Regions from separate parts of the Mus musculus genome. Here regions 1, 2, 3, 5, 6 and 7 are each linked to region 4. A link is a contact called in public Hi-C, HiChIP or PLAC-seq and promoter capture Hi-C data. All regions are on one chromosome and are shown on one strand. The core of a region is the stretch at or near the end of the contact, and the rest is flanking DNA. Distances in the headings are between cores, read along the strand shown.

The links. Promoter capture Hi-C pulls out the DNA fragments that hold promoters and counts their contacts. Hi-C and Micro-C count contacts between places; a contact is called where the count stands out from the background. HiChIP or PLAC-seq counts read pairs in DNA pulled down with a chosen protein or histone mark.
Region 1: a contact with region 4 is called in a promoter capture Hi-C map of hippocampal neurons, with 3 times the contacts expected there. The contact joins the enhancer-like site here to the promoter of Adamts17 in region 4. A contact is called at or near these places in 9 of 39 promoter capture datasets (the 3T3-L1 cell line, cranial neural crest, embryonic stem cells and 4 more), 1 of 484 Hi-C or Micro-C datasets (cortical neurons), 1 of 115 datasets of contacts at active chromatin or transcription factors (astrocytes) and 2 of 9 other capture datasets (adipose tissue and liver).
Region 2: a contact with region 4 is called in a promoter capture Hi-C map of hippocampal neurons, with 2.9 times the contacts expected there. The contact joins the enhancer-like site here to the promoter of Adamts17 in region 4. A contact is called at or near these places in 5 of 39 promoter capture datasets (embryonic stem cells, hippocampal neurons, liver and 1 more) and 3 of 115 datasets of contacts at active chromatin or transcription factors (astrocytes, microglia and pancreatic cancer cells).
Region 3: a promoter capture Hi-C map of liver shows a contact between it and region 4, with 3 times the contacts expected there. The contact joins the enhancer-like site here to the promoter of Adamts17 in region 4. A contact is called at or near these places in 3 of 39 promoter capture datasets (the C10 cell line, hippocampal neurons and liver), 1 of 484 Hi-C or Micro-C datasets (bone marrow-derived macrophages), 1 of 115 datasets of contacts at active chromatin or transcription factors (astrocytes) and 2 of 9 other capture datasets (embryonic stem cells and liver).
Region 5: a Hi-C map of cerebral cortex shows a contact between it and region 4, with 7 times the contacts expected there. The contact joins the enhancer-like site here to the promoter of Adamts17 in region 4. A contact is called at or near these places in 7 of 39 promoter capture datasets (the 3T3-L1 cell line, embryonic stem cells, frontonasal cranial neural crest and 3 more), 1 of 15 datasets of contacts at CTCF or cohesin (embryonic stem cells), 18 of 484 Hi-C or Micro-C datasets (the N1E-115 cell line, cerebellar granule neurons, cerebellum and 8 more), 3 of 115 datasets of contacts at active chromatin or transcription factors (astrocytes, forebrain and pancreatic cancer cells) and 1 of 9 other capture datasets (embryonic stem cells).
Region 6: an H3K27ac HiChIP or PLAC-seq map of microglia shows a contact between it and region 4, with 5 times the contacts expected there. The contact joins the enhancer-like site here to the promoter of Adamts17 in region 4. A contact is called at or near these places in 5 of 39 promoter capture datasets (embryonic stem cells, hematopoietic stem and progenitor cells, hippocampal neurons and 2 more), 1 of 484 Hi-C or Micro-C datasets (hematopoietic stem and progenitor cells) and 1 of 115 datasets of contacts at active chromatin or transcription factors (microglia).
Region 7: a contact with region 4 is called in a Hi-C map of cortical neurons, with 5 times the contacts expected there. The contact joins the promoter of Mef2a here to the promoter of Adamts17 in region 4. A contact is called at or near these places in 6 of 39 promoter capture datasets (cranial neural crest, embryonic stem cells, frontonasal cranial neural crest and 1 more), 9 of 484 Hi-C or Micro-C datasets (CD4 T cells, cerebellum, cerebral cortex and 4 more), 13 of 115 datasets of contacts at active chromatin or transcription factors (the NIH/3T3 cell line, SST interneurons, astrocytes and 8 more) and 2 of 9 other capture datasets (adipose tissue and embryonic stem cells).

What each region holds. Positions count from the first base shown.
Region 1 is chr7:67,501,843-67,504,542 of GRCm38.p6, forward strand. No RefSeq gene overlaps it. Among named protein-coding and RNA genes, the nearest start is that of Gm34079, 18 kb to the right of the region's middle. Within about 2 kb of position 1,324, at least 44 of the 459 cell types and tissues checked have an H3K27ac peak or open chromatin away from gene starts, as enhancers often do. A contact at or near this core is called in cortical neurons and hippocampal neurons, where this site is marked.
Region 2 is chr7:67,442,004-67,444,703 of GRCm38.p6, forward strand. No RefSeq gene overlaps it. Among named protein-coding and RNA genes, the nearest start is that of Gm33926, 3.0 kb to the left of the region's middle. Within about 2 kb of position 1,443, at least 205 of the 459 cell types and tissues checked have an H3K27ac peak or open chromatin away from gene starts, as enhancers often do. A contact at or near this core is called in hippocampal neurons, microglia and pancreatic cancer cells, where this site is marked.
Region 3 is chr7:67,687,061-67,689,760 of GRCm38.p6, forward strand. The region is part of intron 6 of Ttc23 (tetratricopeptide repeat domain 23); the gene reads left to right. Among named protein-coding and RNA genes, the nearest start is that of Gm34140, 29 kb to the right of the region's middle. Within about 2 kb of position 1,386, at least 12 of the 459 cell types and tissues checked have an H3K27ac peak or open chromatin away from gene starts, as enhancers often do. A contact at or near this core is called in astrocytes, where this site is marked.
Region 4 is chr7:66,838,357-66,841,056 of GRCm38.p6, forward strand. Adamts17 (a disintegrin-like and metallopeptidase (reprolysin type) with thrombospondin type 1 motif, 17) reads left to right here and starts at 1,379. Exons shown (of 23, transcript NM_001033877.4): 1 at 1,379-1,555; 2 at 1,892-2,262. The coding sequence starts at 1,480. Gm33627 (a long non-coding RNA gene) reads right to left here and starts at 1,435. Exons shown (of 4, transcript XR_391554.2): 1 at 1,351-1,435; 2 at 356-440.
Region 5 is chr7:66,309,796-66,312,495 of GRCm38.p6, forward strand. The region is part of intron 6 of Lrrk1 (leucine-rich repeat kinase 1); the gene reads right to left. Among named protein-coding and RNA genes, the nearest start is that of Gm45989, 29 kb to the left of the region's middle. Within about 2 kb of position 1,311, at least 113 of the 459 cell types and tissues checked have an H3K27ac peak or open chromatin away from gene starts, as enhancers often do. A contact at or near this core is called in cerebral cortex, forebrain, pancreatic cancer cells and 1 more, where this site is marked.
Region 6 is chr7:67,460,607-67,463,306 of GRCm38.p6, forward strand. No RefSeq gene overlaps it. Among named protein-coding and RNA genes, the nearest start is that of Gm33926, 22 kb to the left of the region's middle. Within about 2 kb of position 1,400, at least 160 of the 459 cell types and tissues checked have an H3K27ac peak or open chromatin away from gene starts, as enhancers often do. A contact at or near this core is called in hematopoietic stem and progenitor cells, liver and microglia, where this site is marked.
Region 7 is chr7:67,371,577-67,374,276 of GRCm38.p6, forward strand. It overlaps Mef2a (myocyte enhancer factor 2A), which reads right to left and starts at 1,282. Exons shown (of 11, transcript NM_001291195.1): 1 at 1,137-1,282.

The sequences.
Region 1 (2,700 bases), core at 74-2,573, 660 kb after region 4:
ACAGCCAATCAGGCTGCAACCATCAACACTGTGAACAAAAACAACCCTTTCCCCCCTTCATAAGTAGGTTATTCAAGGTGTTTTGTTATAGTACCAGAGAGCTTACTACCATACTGTGGAGTCATGAGAGTGTAGGGGCTAGATGCCAAGGTCTCTACTTTGACTTTCTTTCTCGTTTCCTCGCTCATCCATACATGTCTGATCTTTTTGAGCTATCCAAAAGTGAGGTTTTCTTGTGGGTAGCCCTGTCCCCAAGGTCCTGTATCTTGGGTAATCTCTTGAATTCCCACAAGCCTCTACTATATTTGGCACACAGTGTTGGCAGGTCTAGCCTGTGGTTGGATATCCTCACTGCCCCTGACTCTGCAGATTTCTCTAACTTTTAAAAAATCATTTTCTTTAATGTGTATGGGTGTTTTACCTCTGTGTGTATATGTGACTCACTCACATGACCTGTCCATAGAAACCAGAAGAGGGGGTCGGATTCTGTGAACGGGGGTTGAGAGTTGAGAGTTGCTATGTGGGTGCTGGGACTCAAACCTCGGTCCTTTGCCAGAGCAATCGGTGCCCTTAACGGCTGAACCATCTCTCTAGCCCAGACTTGGTCCATTTCTTACCATGTCTGGTCATACTTGTCTTCCCTCAGTCCCAGGACACACCCAGCATCTGCTTACCTCAGAGCTGCCCACCACACAGTTCTGTCTGGAGCATTCCTCCCTGGCCGTTTCCTGTCTGACGGCTTTGCATCCTTCAGACTCTCTGGCCACATCTGCCTCCCTCACCTCCTCCTTCTTGGGAACTTGTATTCACGTGGTCCGTTTTTGTTACAGTCAGTCTGTTTTTCCCTTGGGGATGGGCCCCAGTTCAGTACAGCCCACTCCAGTCCCAGAGTAAATGAGTAAAATTTAACCTTGAATCTCTTGCAATCAGGCTGTGAAATTTTAGCTTCAACTCCTCCATGTTCTTTGTCTAATGTGGGTGCAAGTATCTGTTCCCACAACACTCTCTCAGGACTGCTAAGGAGGGATGGCATTCCGGTGTACACAGCTCAGCTTGCTGGCTCAAGCCATGGAAGCATTGGCTTCCTTCTAGCATTGGGACTTCATTATTACAGACTGGCCTTCCAAGGTGTGCCCTGCCTCACACTTGTGCCCGGCAGGAAGAAGAGGCTGAGACCCTAGAAAGGAGTGGGTGGGGGCTGGTTTTGGTGACACCTCCTAGGGGCTCTGTTCCATCGACTCCCCCCACCAGCCTGGCCCCATCCGTGGGTCTCTCCACAAAGCCCACCAAGGCACGCTCTGTCTCCCCTTGGCTTTGAGGCAAGTCATCTTTTCACACTGCTGGTGTCTGTTGTAAGATCTCCCCACTTCCCTTGCTGCTCTCTGCTCCCTGATACACTGCCAATCTGTAAACGTTGTTTTGGTTTTTTTCCTTTGTTGTTTTGATGCTGTAAAGTCTGCCTTGTTAACACCAGGTGCTGAAAAATGAAAACTTATCTTATCCATCAGCATCATCAAAGCAAGGTGGGGTAGGATGGTTTCAACTAGTCCTGAGTGTCCCAAGGGCATCTGGCCTCTCATCAATTGCCCTCTCCCCGAGGGGCACAACACTATACACGAAAGCCCTGTGCAGCTGCCCTGCCTCAGCTCTGCTCAGTGAGGTCTCACAAGATGTGCTCGAGAGCTGGCACTTCTCTGCCGAGGGTGTACCTTCTGTTTCCTGCCATTTGACTGTGAGGTTCTAAGAATAGGATTTTTTTCTGGCAGCAGAGTTTTAACCACCTAGAAAGCTTCATTAAGCGTTCCCACTGCATTTTTTTAATTGAATTAGTAGCAAGAGAGTATTTTTAGGACCAAGGTGATTATTTCATGTAACAGATACATGTCTGGATATTCTTAAACCTCTATATAGGCCAGAACAGCTAGAGAGCAGGCTCCCTGAGTCTGAGAGTACAGTGGCTTGCTTCTTAGACTCGACATCAGCATGACAGCTAGTTATTCATTCATTCATTATTTATGCCCTCAATTTTTTTTTCCCTAAGCAGAGCAGGGAGGAATCTTTAAATGAACATGTAGCTGAGTCTGGCTTCAACTCCTGATAATGAACATGTATTAGAGTCCTCAACTCTGGATAATGAACATGGATCAGAATCTTCATCTCTACCTCCGAGTGCAGATATCCAGGCGTTCACCTGAGTACAAACCTTTAGGAAAGACTTTTTGTTTTGTTTTGTTTTGTTTTGTTTTGTTTTGTTTTGTTTTGTTTTGTTCTTATAGTGTTGTACAGAGTGGTGAGTCCTAGGTGGTTTTAAGTTTCCTTTTCGTTGCTGGTCTGAGTGTGACTTCTTCCCAGACTTCAGCTGCATTTGGGGTGTGTGTGTGTGTGTGTGTGTGTGTGTGTTTCAGAGGAGCCAGGATATCATTGGGTGGAGAATTTTTGTATAAGTACAAATAGCATCAGACAATCTTGCTAGGAAGGAGCAGCAGGTTCGGAAAGCAAGCAGCCTCACAGTCAAAGCTTGGGAGTGAGCATTGTCTTGTCAGCTACAGTGGCCATTTGAAGCTGAGGTACTGGACGGCATGTTCTCAAAAAGGCTCTAGTGAAGACCACCACATGAAACATTCCATGTAAAACTCTTGGGTTTTTCTGGAAGGGCCTTTCTGTACAAGAGGGACGAGAATTATGTCACATGTCAATATT
Region 2 (2,700 bases), core at 193-2,692, 600 kb after region 4:
AGACAGGTTAGGATCTGGTTAATACTTTTTTTTTTTTTTTTTGGTTTTTCAAGACAGGATTTCTCTGTATAGCCCTGGCTGTCCTGGAACTCACTCTGTAGACCAGGCTGGCCTTGAACCCAGAAATCTGCCTGCCTCTGCCTCCCAAGTGCTGGGATTAAAGGCATACACCACCATGCCCGGCCTGGTTAATTCTTGAGGACCACATTGTGTCTGGGGAAACCATCTCCCTTATAGACCTTCTCTGAGCTTGGAGAATGGGCCAGGATCCTGAAGGCAATCACTGAATCTGACATCTTCTGGGTCTGAACACTTACTGAAGGCTGGAAACTGTAGGCTTTGCTTGAATTGGTTTCCTTGGTTATTTTGCTGTTGGGTTCAAATAACGTTAGAGGTGCCCGGAGGCAGACTACCAGCTGGTGTCTGGTTGCCTAGGTTTACGTTTCTGGCTGTATACCTTGCTGGCCATGTGACCCTGGAGAATTGCATAACCTCCCAAGACTGTTTATTCATTTGCAAGATGAGAAAATGGGAAGTCTCCGAGGTTTTCAGGAGAAGCATCAAGTAGGGGAAGTCTAGTCACATAGTCCACGAGTACATGTCACCTGCATCAAGAGGAGGTTCATGTTGGAGGTTCGTGTTCCTCAGTGAAGAGGACCTGGAAGCTTGTTTGCACGGGAGAGAAATCCTTAATAAACCTGAGAGTGTTCCAAACCTGTTTTGTTTTAAGGATTCCAGACAGACTTAAGGTAACAGTTTTTATTACTGGTTTTATTGTTCTGAACAGCCTCAAAAAGTAACTTTGAGGCTCGGAAGGTAACAATTAAGGGCCTCTGGTGGGAGACATCACAGTAGTGAAGTCTTAGCAATGAACTGAGCTGCCCAGCTTCAGTTTCACAGCCACTATCTTCCACCAAGTCTAGTCAGGAAGGGTAGTGAGTACCATACCTGCCACCCGAAGACTTCCAGAAAGAGAAGGCAGATACTGTGACTCAAAGGCAGCCATCTCCTCCCCTGCCCACGCTCCTCAGCCTGCAGACTGCGCCCTGTCAAGACCCTTCTGCCTAGTAACACAGTGAAGCACAGCTCCAAGGCACACGCTGCTCACACTCTCTTTCCCCCAGCTCTGGCTGGGAAATCTGACTGCAGCCTGCCTTTCTGGATCTGAGCTAATTCCCTTGCCAGCCACAGCCAGCCCCACAGCAGCACTTTGTCAGAAAGCAATCTTCCAGCTTGTGGCAGGCAGGGTGCATGCTGGCTGCAGGGTCTTCAGCCTGCTCCCTCGCCCTGCAGGGCAAGGCTTGTCCAAATATTTGGCTTGATCCTGCTCTTACTGATTCATCCCGTGCAGAAACCTCTGTAATTTCATCTCCTGTGTGACTCAGACAAGAGCTGAAAGCAAGGGCGATGCACCAGCAGCTGAAGCCTGCACGGAGAGAGCAGGCCGGCATCCAGTGCCCGAAGTGCCGAGCCTGGCCTCCTGGGCTGGGCGAGAGGTGCAGGCTCTCTCCAGCCTGGCTGGCCGGGAGATTAAATCTCTTTAGTCTGAGATGATTAATGGAACCCCAAACACGCCTCAGCATAGGGTGTAAAATGCACTTTGTTCCGTTTCCAAGTCCTCCCCCCTTTTTAAAATGCTAAATCCATTTGCATCTCATAAATTATATTGGCTCCAAAATGAAGTGCTCCTGACAGCCCAGGCAGGGTGTGGGCATTGCCCTTGTTGTCTCCTCGCTAGGAGACCCTAAGAAAGATCTCGCTTATCTTCTAAGGGAGGAGGGAGGAACAGCCAAGGGTGACCTAGATTCCAAATCTAAAGACAGGTACAGCAGGCTCACCTGCACATCTTCAATGGGCCGCCAGGCATGGTTTCAGAAGCACCCCACAGGAGGAGGCTCCCTTGTGGCTCATGGGGGACATGGTCATCTTCTTCCTCAGCAGTTAAGAAAAAACATGCATTGGGCTAGTGGGGTCCCTTGATCTTCCTGATGCCTCTTGGTGATACTGCCTGGGTGGGAGTTAGGGGGTGATTGACAGCAATGGTAGATTATTTCTTGTGGAGGTGAGGGCAGGGAGGGGTGTCTGAGCAGTGAATGGGGCACAGAGGTGGTGTTTCAGACACCAGGGTACCCAGGAACCAGAGGCAATGGGTGCTCACCCTTCCTCCCCAGCTCTGTGGCATGGAGCCAAGTTACCTGATCTCTCTGGAGTTGTTTTCTCATGCCTTCTTCCAACAAACACTTCCTGAGCGTTCCCTTGGCATCAGGCCTAGAGTTGCCCCCCTCGGCCCTTGAATTCTAGATAGTACATAGAATATTATAGCTGTGTGTGTATAGAATGCCAGGCAGTGGTGAAGTCTAAGAAGATAGAGTGTCATGCAGGCCAGAGAGCCCTAAGGCCATCAATAAGCTGGGCTGAGATGGAAAGATGAAAGTCTCAGGGATGGAGGAGCAGCAGGATGGGAGGGGTCTGCAGAGACTGGGGAAGCCCACGTGTAGAACACAGGATGAGCTTCAGCTCTCATTATCTAGCCACTGGCTGTGGGGTGTGGGCTGAGGATGCGAAAGGGAAGAAGAGAAACCTGGAAAGGAAGTGGCTTAGAAGCCAGGGTGAATGACAGAGCTGTATTCAGCTGGCACCTCCCTTGGCTCTCTCTGCACAGCCCACCCCCATCCCCCGCCTCTAAGACACAGGTGGCTT
Region 3 (2,700 bases), core at 136-2,635, 850 kb after region 4:
GTGCCAGAGCCTAAATGCCCACCAGAGGCATGAAGCTAATGATTGCCTCCAGCCACTGTCCTGATGGTGTCCTTCCAAGTGCAAAAGCTTTTACTTCTAACTAAGTCTAATTTGTCTATTTCTCTTTCTTTTTTCTTTTAGCTTCACATCTAAGAAACCACAGGATAATCTAAGTTCACAAAGAATTGTATCTATGTTTCCTTAAAACAGTTCATGGATTTTAGTTCTGACATACAAGGCCTTTGAATTTTTTTGTGTGGTCCTTCGTAAAGGATCAACTTCCCTCTTTGCATTTGGCTATCTGGTTATCTCAGCATACCGTTTATTGAGAAGCTTATACACTCACTATGGAATTACCTCAGCATGACCGTCACAATCAAATGACCATAAGTAACAGGGCTTATTTCTAGACTATCAACTCTATTCTATGGATCTAAGTTTTGAAATCAGTAACTGATCTTCTTACTTTGTTATTCTTTTCCAAGAATGTTTTAACTCTTGTAAACTCCTCGTGTTCTCCTAGGAATTTTAGGATCAGCTTGTCAATCTCTGCACCTCTTCCCCACAAGTAATTGTGCTGGAATTTTGAAAGGCATTGCATTTTTATTCATAATCATTTGTGTGTGTGTGTGAGAGAGAGAGAGACAGAGACAGAGACAGAGACAGAGACAGAGACAGAGACAGAGAGGTATATGTGTGAGTACAGCCACACACATTAAAACGTGGTTCTCTTCTTCCTCGCTGGGTTCTGGGTTTCTGGGACCGAACTCAGGATCTAAGACTTGCTTGGCAAATGCTTTTATGTGCTGAGCCATCTTGTCAGACATGTTTGTTACATGTGATGCCTATTATAGGAGGAATGGTTTCCTTAGCTTCTTTTTCTGAGTATTCACTGATAATAAAGAAAAATAAATGCTTTTTAATGATTGTCTGTGTATTGCAACCATGCTGAGCTTCTTGGTGATTTTTTTCTGATTCATTTGTCTCCATATGTTCCAATTTTTATCTTTTGTTGCACTTAGATTTAGAATTTAAGTTAAAAGTCTTTCTTCCCTGGGTTATAGAAGAATTCACTTGCTTTTAGAGTACTTGGCAATTTTGATAGTTAACTATTATTTTTATTTATTCCTAAGGCTAATAAAGATTAAAGAGTGTTTTAAATCCAGGAGAGATTTGGCAAAGCAAAAATAGCATTGAATTTGAAGTCAGAAAACCAGGCTTGGAGTCCAGACTCTCTGTTTAGTACTCTTTGATTATAGACTAGTCACCCAGCCCCTGTAACAACAACAAATCTACAAAGACACTTTCCACTTAGCAGAACTCCTCCAGGTTCCAAAATACTAAGTGCTTTGTGAACTCCAGGCCCACTGCCAGGGTAAACGGCTTTTACTTATTTATAGTAATTATTAACTACTTATCACTGTTCCCTTTTCTTGAGATTTACCTGAGGAATGGAAGGGTACAGAGTGGCCATAGGTCTCCAAGGAAACCGTGGGTAGTAGGCATTTACTAAATATACACAAATGGGGGTTTGTTATCTTCACAGTTGGTTTTCTTTCATCCCTTTGGAGTGAGAAAAATACACACAGAGGAAAAGACGTTTTAGTTTCAGTAGAATGCAGAAAAGTTCCACAGTATTTTAAGAAGTAGCCCATTAAGATGGAAAAAAATAAAGGAAGCCCAACAGAGCCACTGCACAAGAAAAGTTCCAGGAACTTAAAAGAAGTGCTGCCTGCCTGCCTGCCTGCTGGGATTGTGGGAAAGCCAGGCAAATGTTCCTGTTTGTGAAACTCCACATTGAGAGATGTTAGTAATCACACCTTATTATCTAAACTAAAAAGTCACAAGATTTCCTTGCTGTGGGTACAGCTGCTTTGTTCTGTTTGCAGGCCGTGAAGACCCCAGCTCTGCTGGCGGAATCACTCTTCACTTCTCTGACACTTGAGTGGCACATTTCTCTTGTTCAGTTTTCAGAGCATCTCAGCTGCAAAAGTAGGGACCTTTGATTAGCAAAGGTTCATGAAATCAGAGCATTTGTACTCTACAAAAGGTGGTAGAACCAGAAGATGTGGCTTCGGTCCACACCAGCTAAGGGCACTCACTGACAGCTGGCTGCTCAGACCTGCTCCAGGTGCTCTGTGGGTAGTGGCGCTTCTCACCACCTGAGCATCTGCTGTGGCTCTACCACAGGCATAATTCATTTTATTAGAAATAATCCAAATAAGACTTGTGCTAAAATTTTCAGATCTCTTGAGAAGCTAATTGTACTGGCTAGTTTTGTGTCAACTTGACACAGCTGGAGTTATCACAGAGAAAGGAGCTTCAGTTGAGGAAATGCCTCCATGAGATCCAACTGTAAGGCCTTTTCTCAATTAGTGATCAAGGGTCCTTGTGGGTGGGACCATCTCTGGGCTGGTAGTCTTGGTTCTATAAGAGAGCAGGCTGAGCAAGCCATGGGAGGCAAGCCAGTAAAGAACATCCCTCCATGGCCTCTGCATCAGCTCCTGCTTTCTGACCTGCTTGAGTTCCAGTCCTGACTTCCTTTGGTGATGAACAGCAGTATGGAAGTGTAAGCTGAATAAACCCTTTCCTCCCCAACTTGCTTCTTGGTCATGATGTTTGTTCAGGAATAGAAACCCTGACTAAGACACTAATGAAGGCTTTATTCTTTACACAAAATTCTAAGTATGACATCAGTCT
Region 4 (2,700 bases), core at 129-2,628:
CTCTCAGAAGAAAAACATTCCTGGGCTGTCAGAATAGCTAGCTGCTGTCTGACCACACACACACACACACACACACACACACACTCACACAGGGCTAAGGCTTCTCCTTTTCTTCCTGTTTCCCATGACATGGTTGAGGTCACAGTCAAATTCTCATGGTCAAGTGAGGCAAAGCCCTACTCATTCATAGCCACCAACAGAGCCTGACCCATGCTGCCAGTCACCCGAGGGTGCCAACCGGTGAGTGACAGCCACTAGATCAGAGACTGGCTCGGCAGCACATTCTGTGATACGCCTTTGTGGAGAGCTGCAGACAGCTTACCAGGACAGGGGCACCAAACTTAGGGAAACTCACCAGTGTTTACCTCGTCTCTGGATGCTTTCTGGTAATTCAGCCCTGTGATGAAGTCTGGATCCTGTGATGAGGGGTGAGTAGGGGCCTTTTTGAAAACAAGCAAGCAAACAGACAAAAAGGGAGAGATGAGGAGCCATCTGTGACTGCTGTGGTATCCCTGTGCTCAGTCAGTCCTGCTATCTGTAGGACAATTTTAAAGAGGCCAATGGGATTACCCATAGGGGTCTGCTAGGGATAATATCTGGCTAGATTCTGCTGGAAAATTGAACACTCATTCTGTTCGTGAAAGGCTGGGTTCAAGTTCAGGCTCTGCCTCTCAGCTCTCCAGGGTCCTGCGATGCAAAGCGCAGCTAATATACCTCCCTAAACACACCTGACCTAAAGTCAGGATCACAGACACAAGACACGGCTCTGACAGATACTAGCTGTCCAATTTAAGCAGGCTCCTTACATTTCCTTTTTCTCAGTTTCCCAGTCTTCAGGGGAGTGTTATTATGCTCTCACCTTCTTGGATTCTGTGAAAGTATAGACTGCAAGAAGCCTGCGGGGTGTGGACAAACACCATAGATATAGAAGTCAGGCATGAATTCAGGTGTGCTAGGAACACTGGGCTGCGTCTTTCCAGCCCAAACTAATCAAAAATAGGAGTCACTTCAATACATAGAGATTTTCTTTTTCTTGTACTGAACTGGTTGGTCTGGCCTATCTTCCTAGGAAGCCTCAAAGGTGATCTCCCAAATGTGAACAAACTGAAGACCAGGCTGGTGTCCTCCTGGCTGCTCCAAGATGCTGCAGCTGAGCCGGCTCGCGCCTGCCACCTGGTGTCACAGCCTACCTACTGCCTAGAAACCACGTGTAAGAAAGTGCTTACAACCTAACTACGCACGTTGGTTTCGACCGGCCCTAACCAATACGGACAGGGAAGGCGGGGCAGAGAAAAGCAAAAGCCCAATCACCGCCTACTTTCCAAGGAGAAGGTGGGGCTTAGTATTTACCATGTTGGGTTTGTCCGCAGCGCTAATTACTTTTTCCAAAGGCTGCAGGGCTGCACTCCGGTTGGCTTCGCCGCCTCGCGAGTCCCTGCTCTATCACTACAGTCTTGGGGGCTGCTGGTCCCAAGTACCATGTGTGACGGCACCCTGCTGCCCCCTCTCGTCCTGTCCTTGCTGCTGCTGGTGTGGGGGCTGGACCCGGGCACAGGTAGCGTTCCTAGCTCTCGCGGCCACCTTCCCGGTGCCTTCCCGAAGCATCCCGGCGCCCGGGTGCATAGGTGGACCGCTGACAGCATCCCCTGAGGAGGAGAGTGAAGGCCGCGGCCGGAGAACTGGTCTCTGGTTCCCTCTCGGCACGCGGATGGCGAGCTGACCCCCGGTGCGATCGAGTGGCTTCGCCAGCTTGGAGAGGCCCGGCTCGGGGAGGGAAGGGAGTGCGGGGTCACGGCTGCGCGATACCCACGGAGCCTTGCGAGTCAGCGCCGGAGCGGCCGGCAGCCCTGGTGGCCAGGCTGGTGCTGACGCGTGTCCTCTCTCCCCGCAGCTGTCGGCGACGCGGCGGCCGACGTGGAGGTGGTGCTCCCGAGGCGGCTGCGCCCCGAGGACGTGCACCTGCAGTTGCTGCCGGGAGCAGCGGGGCTCCGGCGGTGGCGGCGACCGCGAGCATCTCCAGGTGGCCATCGAGCAGGGCAAGGAGAGCGCGCCCTGCTACTGCACCTGCCGGCCTTTGGGCGCGACCTATACCTGCAGCTGCATCGCGACCTGCGTTTCCTGTCCCCAGGCTTCGAGGTGGAGGAGGCGGGTGTCTCGGGGCGCAGCGGACATCCTGCCGAGCTGTGCTTCTACTCCGGACGAGTCCTGGGCCACCCGGGCTCCCTCGTCTCCCTCAGCGCCTGCGGCGCCGCCGGCGGCCTGGTATTGCCCGCGCCCCCTATGGGTCTGCCTTGCCCAGTCTGTTACTTCTCCTGGGGTGGTCCCGCGGAGGGCTGGGCGGGAGAAGACCTACCTTCCCATCTCCTTCACTTGGCCCTTTCAGACTGTGCCTTCCTAGGAGAGAGAACACAGGGGAAGGCCTGTTATTGTCCTGGCTTCTGTTGTGTCCTGAACCTGGCCGAGGTGGGGTTGCATTGAGAAATTAGCTATAGCTCACCTAGAGGAAAGAATATGAACCTGTCGTTCCCACTCTGACAGCATCAGCACAGGTGTGTATGTTTTCTGCACGTTATGGGGAAGCTCTAAAGTGTTCATTCCCTGTCTAGGAATGGGGTATCTAAGCACTTCTCTTCTGTCCCTTGAGCCTTCTTACATTAGGAGGGGACCCCAGGCAGGCCATGGTTAGTCTCATTTTTGCTA
Region 5 (2,700 bases), core at 61-2,560, 530 kb before region 4:
TTTTCCACAAGAGGAAGTCAGAAATCCCAGTGATCTGCTATTGCCAGGCAGCAAATGGGTCCTGGTTTAATACATAAGACTAAGGTTTTCTTCAGGGATATCAAAGAATCTGAGACTCAACTGGGTTTCTGGGGAGAAGAAATCTGTTTCTTTTGGCTTGTATATCCAAAGAAAATTCATAACAGAAAATTACAGGGCCAGAATATAGACAAAAATGAATGTTTCACAAATGGGAACGTGTAAGAACCACAGGAACTGTGAGAAAGCTACCAGCAATCTTGGTTAAGCTGGCCTTGGCAATTGGCAGCGGCTGTGATCATATCTGGCCACAAGGTGGTGCTGTGCTCCCTTAGCCAAATCCTGTGCCTTACCGCCCTTCCAACAGAAAGTTCTCCTCCAGTCTTTATCTCCCTCTTCATTTGTGTAGATGAAGAAGGATGAACAACTAAGATCCAGAGAGAGGAGTCCTAGCCTCTGGCAATTGTGTTAGATAAGTCACTCAATTTCCCTGGCGGCTTTTTTCCTTTCTAATGACTGACGTTTCCCACTTACTCTAAACACTTAAGTCCAGAAAAATCTAAAGTTTGCCAAGAGTTGAACTAGGACCTAATGGACCCCACAGACCTAGAGTTACCTGCTGTCAAAGCAGCATCACCAGGGATGTCTCCCAGCACCTTTCTACACACAAAAACACACCCTCTTGGGGCTGGCTGGGGAGATGGCTCTCTGGTTAAGCACTTGCTGAGTGTGACCCCTAGTCCTTCCTGCTGTTGGGTGGCTCACAGTTGCCTGTAACTCTAGCGTTGAGGGAATCCTATGCTTCTGGCTCCGAGGGCACCTGTGTTCATCATATGCACTCCTCCACACACACACTAAAACATTCGAAAATAAAACCAAAATTCTTCACTCTTTACTGAACCATTTCCGAATGTTGTATCATGACATGCGTCCTAGTAAGGGTTTCTATTGCTGTGACGAAACACCAGGGCCGAAGCAACTTGGGAGAAAGGGTTTATTTGGCCTTCACTTTCACATCCCTGTTCATCTAAGGAAGTCGGGACAGGAACTCAAGCAGGGCAGGGGTTGGTAGCAGGGGCTGGTGCAGAGGCTTCCTTCACAGGGGTCATTCTGGTAGAAGGAAACCAGCCACACCAAGAGTGTGGTGTGTACCACTAACCTCACTAGACCCTAAGGACAGAGGAATGCAATCTGCACTGCCAGTTCTTAACGCTCTTTCTAGGGCTCACTGCCACACGTTTCTTTACAACTGAAATCTGATCAACTCAAGCCCAGAGAGAAGCGGTCAAAGTCTGAAGATAGGACGACAGACGAGCATGCGGCACGATGCATGCTGGGAAAGATGGGGCAGACTGTAGATGAACACGGAAGCTTTCCACCTGGTCTTGGCATACATTGGGAATTTGGACTGATGCGTTTTATTATTTTCGGTGCACGGGCACCCAGAGTACTTAAGTATTTACAGGGTGCCACCGAGAGTAGACAAAAAACATCAAATGACAACGATATCCACACACTTGACAGAAACAGGTTCAGCAAGCCTACAGCGCTCACTGCTTGTTTGTGTTAGTCTGGGCAAAATTACCACAAACCAAGCTCCGAGGGAGCACAGCCAGCCATTGCATAACCCTGTCCCAGAGGGCTGAACCGAAAGATCAAAGGCAGCTGGCACTGAGTGCTGAACAGCCCAGCCATCAGGTCTCACGAACTGAACAGGCCCAACACAGATGGAAAATGTCCTGGTGTTTGTCTCCAAGCCTTTCAGACGCCGGCCAAATGGGAGAAAGCACACAGGCAGCACCATCCGCCCCAGAGGCAGCAAGGGAAGGCTTAGAAAGCTGTTTTCCAAGGTGATGGTTGGAACTTACAGTGTTCAGGGGTTAAGTGGGAAGCTGGGGAGAGGCTCAGTGAGGAAATGGGGTTTGCCCTGCAAGTCTGGGGACCTGAGTTTGAGTCCCAGAACCCAAGTTAAGGTGGAAAAAGACAACGGCCAGGCCTCTCAGCAGGAAGTATTCCGGTCATATTGGGACACAAGCTCTCCTCTCCTTTTTACAGTTCTCATCCAGGAATCAAATGGCTCCTTCTACTGATCCCCCAAAGTTATCTTCAGATCTCCATACATACATCACACAAACATTCTATACACACTCCATCACATACACACCTTTGTACAGACAATAGACAGACACACATTAGTAACAATAAGATTAAAAGTTTTTTTTTATAAAGAACAAAAAAGGGTTGTGCATGTATGTTGGGCCATAGGCAAAGAGTCTTATAGAGAAAGCCCTTCTGATCTGGGGGTGGAGGCTGCAATACAGATGCATTATCTGCCTTGCATATTCTAGAAGCTACTGGCCACAAAGGTGTCACCTTCCCCCACCCCCAAATAATTTTCACTATATTTTATTTACTCTGTGTATTAATTTTCACTATATTTTATTTACTCTGTGTGTTAATTTTCACTATATTTTATTTACTCCGTGTGTGTTTGTGTATATCTGTATGAGCATGCCACACCACAGCACCCATGGAGGTCAGAGGACAATGTGAAGGGATTGGCTCTCTTCCTCTGCCATGTGGGTCCTGAGGATGGAACTCAAGTTTTCAGGCTCAGAGGCGATCTCCTTACACCTACTGAGCCATCTTCTAGCTGGCCTACACTTTTATTTTTATGTCACT
Region 6 (2,700 bases), core at 150-2,649, 620 kb after region 4:
CAAAGAAAGAGGGTAGGTTCCCATGCATAGCTTGGGTGTGTGGAAGAACCTGCCCCGGGGAGCAGCATGTCACCACTTAGGTAAATAGGACCAGGTAGGACCTGTTCTGGAAAGCCTCCGTCACACCTTAACGATGGCTACTGGGATCTACGTGTGGCTTTTCCTCTGCCTCTTCTTCTACCTCATTGGCTTCACTCCTGAAGCACCAGTATTGCCTAGGAGCATCTTAGAAATGCAGATCTTAAAACAGAACCTAAGGAAAAGGGTCTGACTGGTTCACAGCCCTCCTGCAGGATGAGATGCCTGCTGGCTTGGAAAGCATGCAAGCAGGTGGCTGTTGGCCTCATCAGAATCACCTCCGGAACTTGAAAGTGTGCTGATGCCTAAATGTTCAAGGAGATAAACACTAAGCAATGAGGACACATTCCATGGTTCCCCATTAATGTGTGTAAGTTTTAGATTTATATGTATTAATTTAAAATTTTAAGTGCGGGAAACTGGGTCTAACCCTCGGTAATCTGGGGTTCGCTGGCGGGGTTCAGGCTGTGCATCAGGATTTTCAACTGTCTCAGGGTAGAGTAAAATTTCTGGAGGGCTTGTCTTACGGTTGGTTCCCAATTAGAACCTGAAGGTCACCTCATAATGGGACGGCTGCCCATGACACTCCACAGTCTGCCCTTTCCTTGGCTAGGAAGAGTTTCTTGGGCTTTGGTGTACAACAGAACCAAGCTGGCTGTTGGGGGATATGGTAGTCCACACAGATTCCTGGAGTCTTCTGCAGGTAACCAAGTCAGCCATGGGGTAGGACCAGGAAATGCTTCTGTGTGCACCTGATTCTAGTTTCATCTCTGCCATATCCCCTGGCAAGTAATGTCATGGGGGGTCAGCTTGCTCATCCAGGGAGAACAGGGCAGACATAACACATTTCCGGACTGTCTCCCCATTGGCCTACAGTTGCCTTGTGCAGAAGAAGGCTTAGTCAAGGGGGTTTGTGCTGTAGCTGAGAGATCAGGATGTGGGTGAATGTACCACCCAGCTCCTAGCAGCTGGGGACAAGGGATATATGTCAGAGCCTAACTGTAGGGCTCGACCAGATAAAGAGCAGATTCCAACAAAAGCTGAGCGTACCCAAGAGGCTCTCTTCTGATGGACCCTACACCATACATCTTCAGTTTCTGTTCTTTGTCTCCTGAGCACACCCAGCTGCAGGCATTTAACCTGATAGAAGATTTGCTTCTTGCAGAAGGAGGTCAGGTGCGGGGGAGGCAGATGGAGCTGTGAGAGGGAGCACTGTGGAGCTGTGAGAGGGAGCACTGCGAACCTGGAGCTCCCCATTCTGCTGTCCCTAGCATCCATTCTGTCCTTAGTCACCAGATCCCTACCCCAGTCAGACTCAGCTTCTGCATTCGGGCAGGAAGTGGTGAGGAGACAGGGCGGTGACCATGTCTGGAACACCACACTTCCCCAGGCGCCCCGGCACCCGGCCACGTGCAGCTCACTGGTCAAATGGATTCTCTCCAAGTCCCAGCTTCCCCAAAGCCCAGCTGCTTGGAACACAACCCAGGTGGTGAGGCAGGCTCTGGGGCAAGAGTAGAGTGGGCTTTCTGCTGGCCACAGTGGACTGTGACAACTCTGGGCTGGCTCTCCTCCAACACTCCCATGGCCAGGTCACAGTGACCCTGCCCACAGGCTGTTAGAGGGCAGAATAGGCTTTCCACTCCAGAGTGTCCTGGATACAAAAAGCAGAGAACACATCCAAAAGCTGTGCCATCAGGAGCAGAGTCCCTGACCGGGAAGACTCATTCGAGCATCTTTGATGAGCCCTGTGGATGTAGCCCTGTGCTTGAAGGCCTCCTTTTCCATACTCTTCTCTGACTGTCCAATGAATCAAATTTGCATGGGGCTGTGGGTTAAAAGTCTAGTCTAAGTACCAAAACTGAAGCCTGCCTGTCTGGTCCCTCAGCTCTTATCTGTCTGACTTCCCCACGCCGATCACATCTGCAGCCTCACCTCTTCCAGTGGGTGTCCGTGTCTCCCTCCAGCAGTTTCTGGCTCCAGAGACTGACTGGAGCTCTGATCCAGCTCTTGTGGCCCAAATGCTCCCAAGCTCCGTGCTGGAGAATCAGGCAGGGCCTCCGTCATACCCTGGGCTGCAGGGTGTCTGACCTTGGGCAGGCAGCCTTCTGACCTTTCTTGGTCAGCGCTCCTAAACCTGTAATGAAGAGATAATGCTGCTGTCTCCACTCAGGCAGAGGCTGAGAAGGGGGGCTAACGAAGAGCCCAGCACTTGGCAGACCTAAGCAGCCCCAGAAATGCTTCATAATCAAAACGCCTTTCCCCTCTGTGGAAAACAGAGATGGAGGGAGAGCATAAAGGATGGAGCGAGGAGAATGGGGTCACAGCTTTGAGGGGAGGAGGGAAAGGACAGCATTCCTGAGTGCACAGCCCCTCTTTAGGCTTGTGACTTTCTTCATATGTGTCCCAAGGAGCCCATCACTCACTCAGCAGGTATGTGACCACAAGCCCTGTGCTACTTCATTTTGAAGCAGGGAACAAAGGTCAAAATGTCCCTGCCCCTGCGCATTGGTCAGCCGGCCGTCAGCTTCTCAGGGTGCTGGTTGAGAGGATACTGTGGGTGTGACCCCTTTCCCTTCGTTTAGGTTTAAAGAAATGAGACTCTGAGCAGGGATTATGGCTCAC
Region 7 (2,700 bases), core at 32-2,531, 530 kb after region 4:
ATACACCTAATTACTGCTTTACAGAACCTCACTGTCATACAGTAATGGATGTTTCAAGAAAGACATAAGAGAAACACGATGCGCTGCGCTACAAACTTGAAAACTGTTATACAATATTAGTTTTAAAATAGTTGTCAACACATCGCAGCAGGTCTTTCTAATTTCAATTTCTGGAATCCCAATTTCACAGTAAACATACAGGTTAGCGCGACGGTGTAGTCAGTCTACACTCCGTTGCCTTCTGGATCATGATGACAGGGGCTTCAGAGCTCAGGGACCTATTTAAGGTCCGAGTGAGCAAGAATTTGATAGTTACACTTTTCCAGGGGGAGGGGGGAAATGCTAATTCAGAAAACGCTCACCTTTCCCAAACTTGTCTGCAATATCACTGATCTTTAATCCTCAACCGCCCAAAAACAGATGACATCGAACCCAAAGGCAAAGTTTCCATCTCACCCTGAGACCTAAGGCGGGATCTACCCGATTGCAAGGAGCGGGTCCCTTCTGCAGCCCCGACTCCCAAGACCTTTTCCCCGCACCCGCAGGTGCTCGAACCCGGCCACCGCCCGGGCCAGGTCCAGACACACAACCTAACGCCGATATCCCCACGGGAGAGTTCGACCCCCTACCTCCCGCCCCAGTGAACCAACCTTCCCCCCGAAGCAGAAGTGGGGGAACTTTAAGTGCGACCACAGGGCCGGACGCCCCCCGCACTGGCGGTTTACGGAGCGGGGAGACCCCGAGATCCGCGACGCTGGAGGAATGGACCGAGTGGCTCCGCGGCCCCCTGGGAACTCCGTCAACTTTCAGGGAGGAGCGGGGCGGCGCGGCTGGGGGCCCCAGAGGTGGCGCGCACAGGGAGGCGGCTCGCGACAGTCCCCCCCGCGGGCCCCCGCCGCCGCGCCCGCAGCCCCCCGGGCTCGCCCCAGGGCACCCCGCCCCCACCGCACGGGGCCGCGCCCCTCCGCTCTCCCGAGGGCCCGGCCGCCCCACGCCCAGCCTCGCCCCGGCGCCCGGAGCCGCGCGGGCACCCCTCCTCGGCCTCGCAGCCCCTCCGTGGTAGTGCCCCCCACTCCCAGCGCGGCCCGACCCCCTTCCCAGCCGCCGCCACATCCCCGCCGCCCGCGGCCCCTCACCGAGTCTCCGCTACTGCCGGCGGGCGCGCACACGCCGCAGCCCCGGCCCGGCCCGCCACAGCACTCCGCGCCGCCCGGAGCCGCCTCCTTCAGCCCGGGACTCGCCGGGACATCCGCGCACGGATCCCCACACCGGGGCTATTTTTAGGAGTCAGGCCTCGGCCAGGCCGGAACTCGTTCTTCGCGGCGCGCGTGCGCACTGCGAGGACGTCTTGGTGTCCCTCCGCGGGCCTCGCCTCTCCCTTCCTCTCGGCTTCCTCTCTTTCTTCTCTCCCGGGCTCTCCTTTTAGGGTATATTTCTGCTCTCGGTGGGTCCTGAAGGGTTTGTCATGGACAAGACGAGGGACTAGTCAGAGAGAGCCGCGCCTTCTCAACAGCTAGCGCTGTGGCACAAGGACAAGAGGGGCGGACTATGTTTTTCCGGGTGGGTGAGGCGACAGATCACCCGGCACAGGAAGGAGATGACGGCTGCTTGGCGCCGGGGCTGCAGCCTGGAGCGCGCTTCCCTCTTTGAAGGACCGTGTTCTCCTGGAAGGGATACTGGTCACTTGATGAGGGCCTGGGCGTGGCGGGCCGGTGGCGTCGCGCCCCCGCCGCCTCCTGGTCCAGCCCGGGCCCACGGCTCCGGTGACGCGGCGCGTGACTAGTCCCCGCGCTTGGTCCGTGACCACAGCCGAGAGGCCCGACCCGGCGGGACGGCCCAGACGCCCTGTGCGGTGCTCGGGACCGAGGCCAGCTCCCCGCCCTCGTGTGCGCCGGGCCTGCCCAAACCTCGGCTCGCCACGCCCTCACTGTGGTCGGGGCCACACCTGTGTCCAGGCCTGGACAGCTGCTGGGTCACCCCCGCCGGGCCAGCAGTTGGATGCTGTCCCTGGCCACCCAATCCCAGCAGGGGCTTGGAAAGCAGAAACACCTTGAGAATGAGGCAACCTGCCTATTTGGGCTACTAATACTAGCTAGTATGGATTAGTGGTAAACTGTATCTCACTTAGTACTCACATCGCAGTGAAGTTCACCTCATTTTCTGTTCCCATTCGGCAGATAAGAAAGGAAAACTGAGAACCACTCTGACCACGCAGGGTCACACAGCGTCAGAGAAGGGCCATAAGGATCTGAATTCCTAACTACTCGACGAACTGATTTTTCTGAGGGGAAAAGATGTCTTTGAGACAGCACTTGTATTTTGTTAACTTACTGATTTTGTCCAGAGAAGGCTTATGGGGGTGACTCTCTGCTGGTCCTCACCCCCAAAAGTTGCTACCGCTGTAGAGGTAATAAGAATGTGATGGCTGGTATCCGAACCCAGAGCTGCCCATGCAATGGGCACAAACCCTCATTCGAAAATGAGAGGCTCAATTCTGTGGTTAGGGCTTTAAAACAAGTCTTTGGGGGTGGGTGAGCAGATGTGCGGAGGAACTGGGAAGTTACAAAGGAAGCTGGAGGCTCTCTGGCTTCCTCCCTCAAGGACAACAAGGCAATGTGCTGGAGAGAGGCTGACACAAAGGCAGTACAGAGATACGAGATTACCAGACACTGGAAAATAAGCCCAGGGCTTCTACTCAGG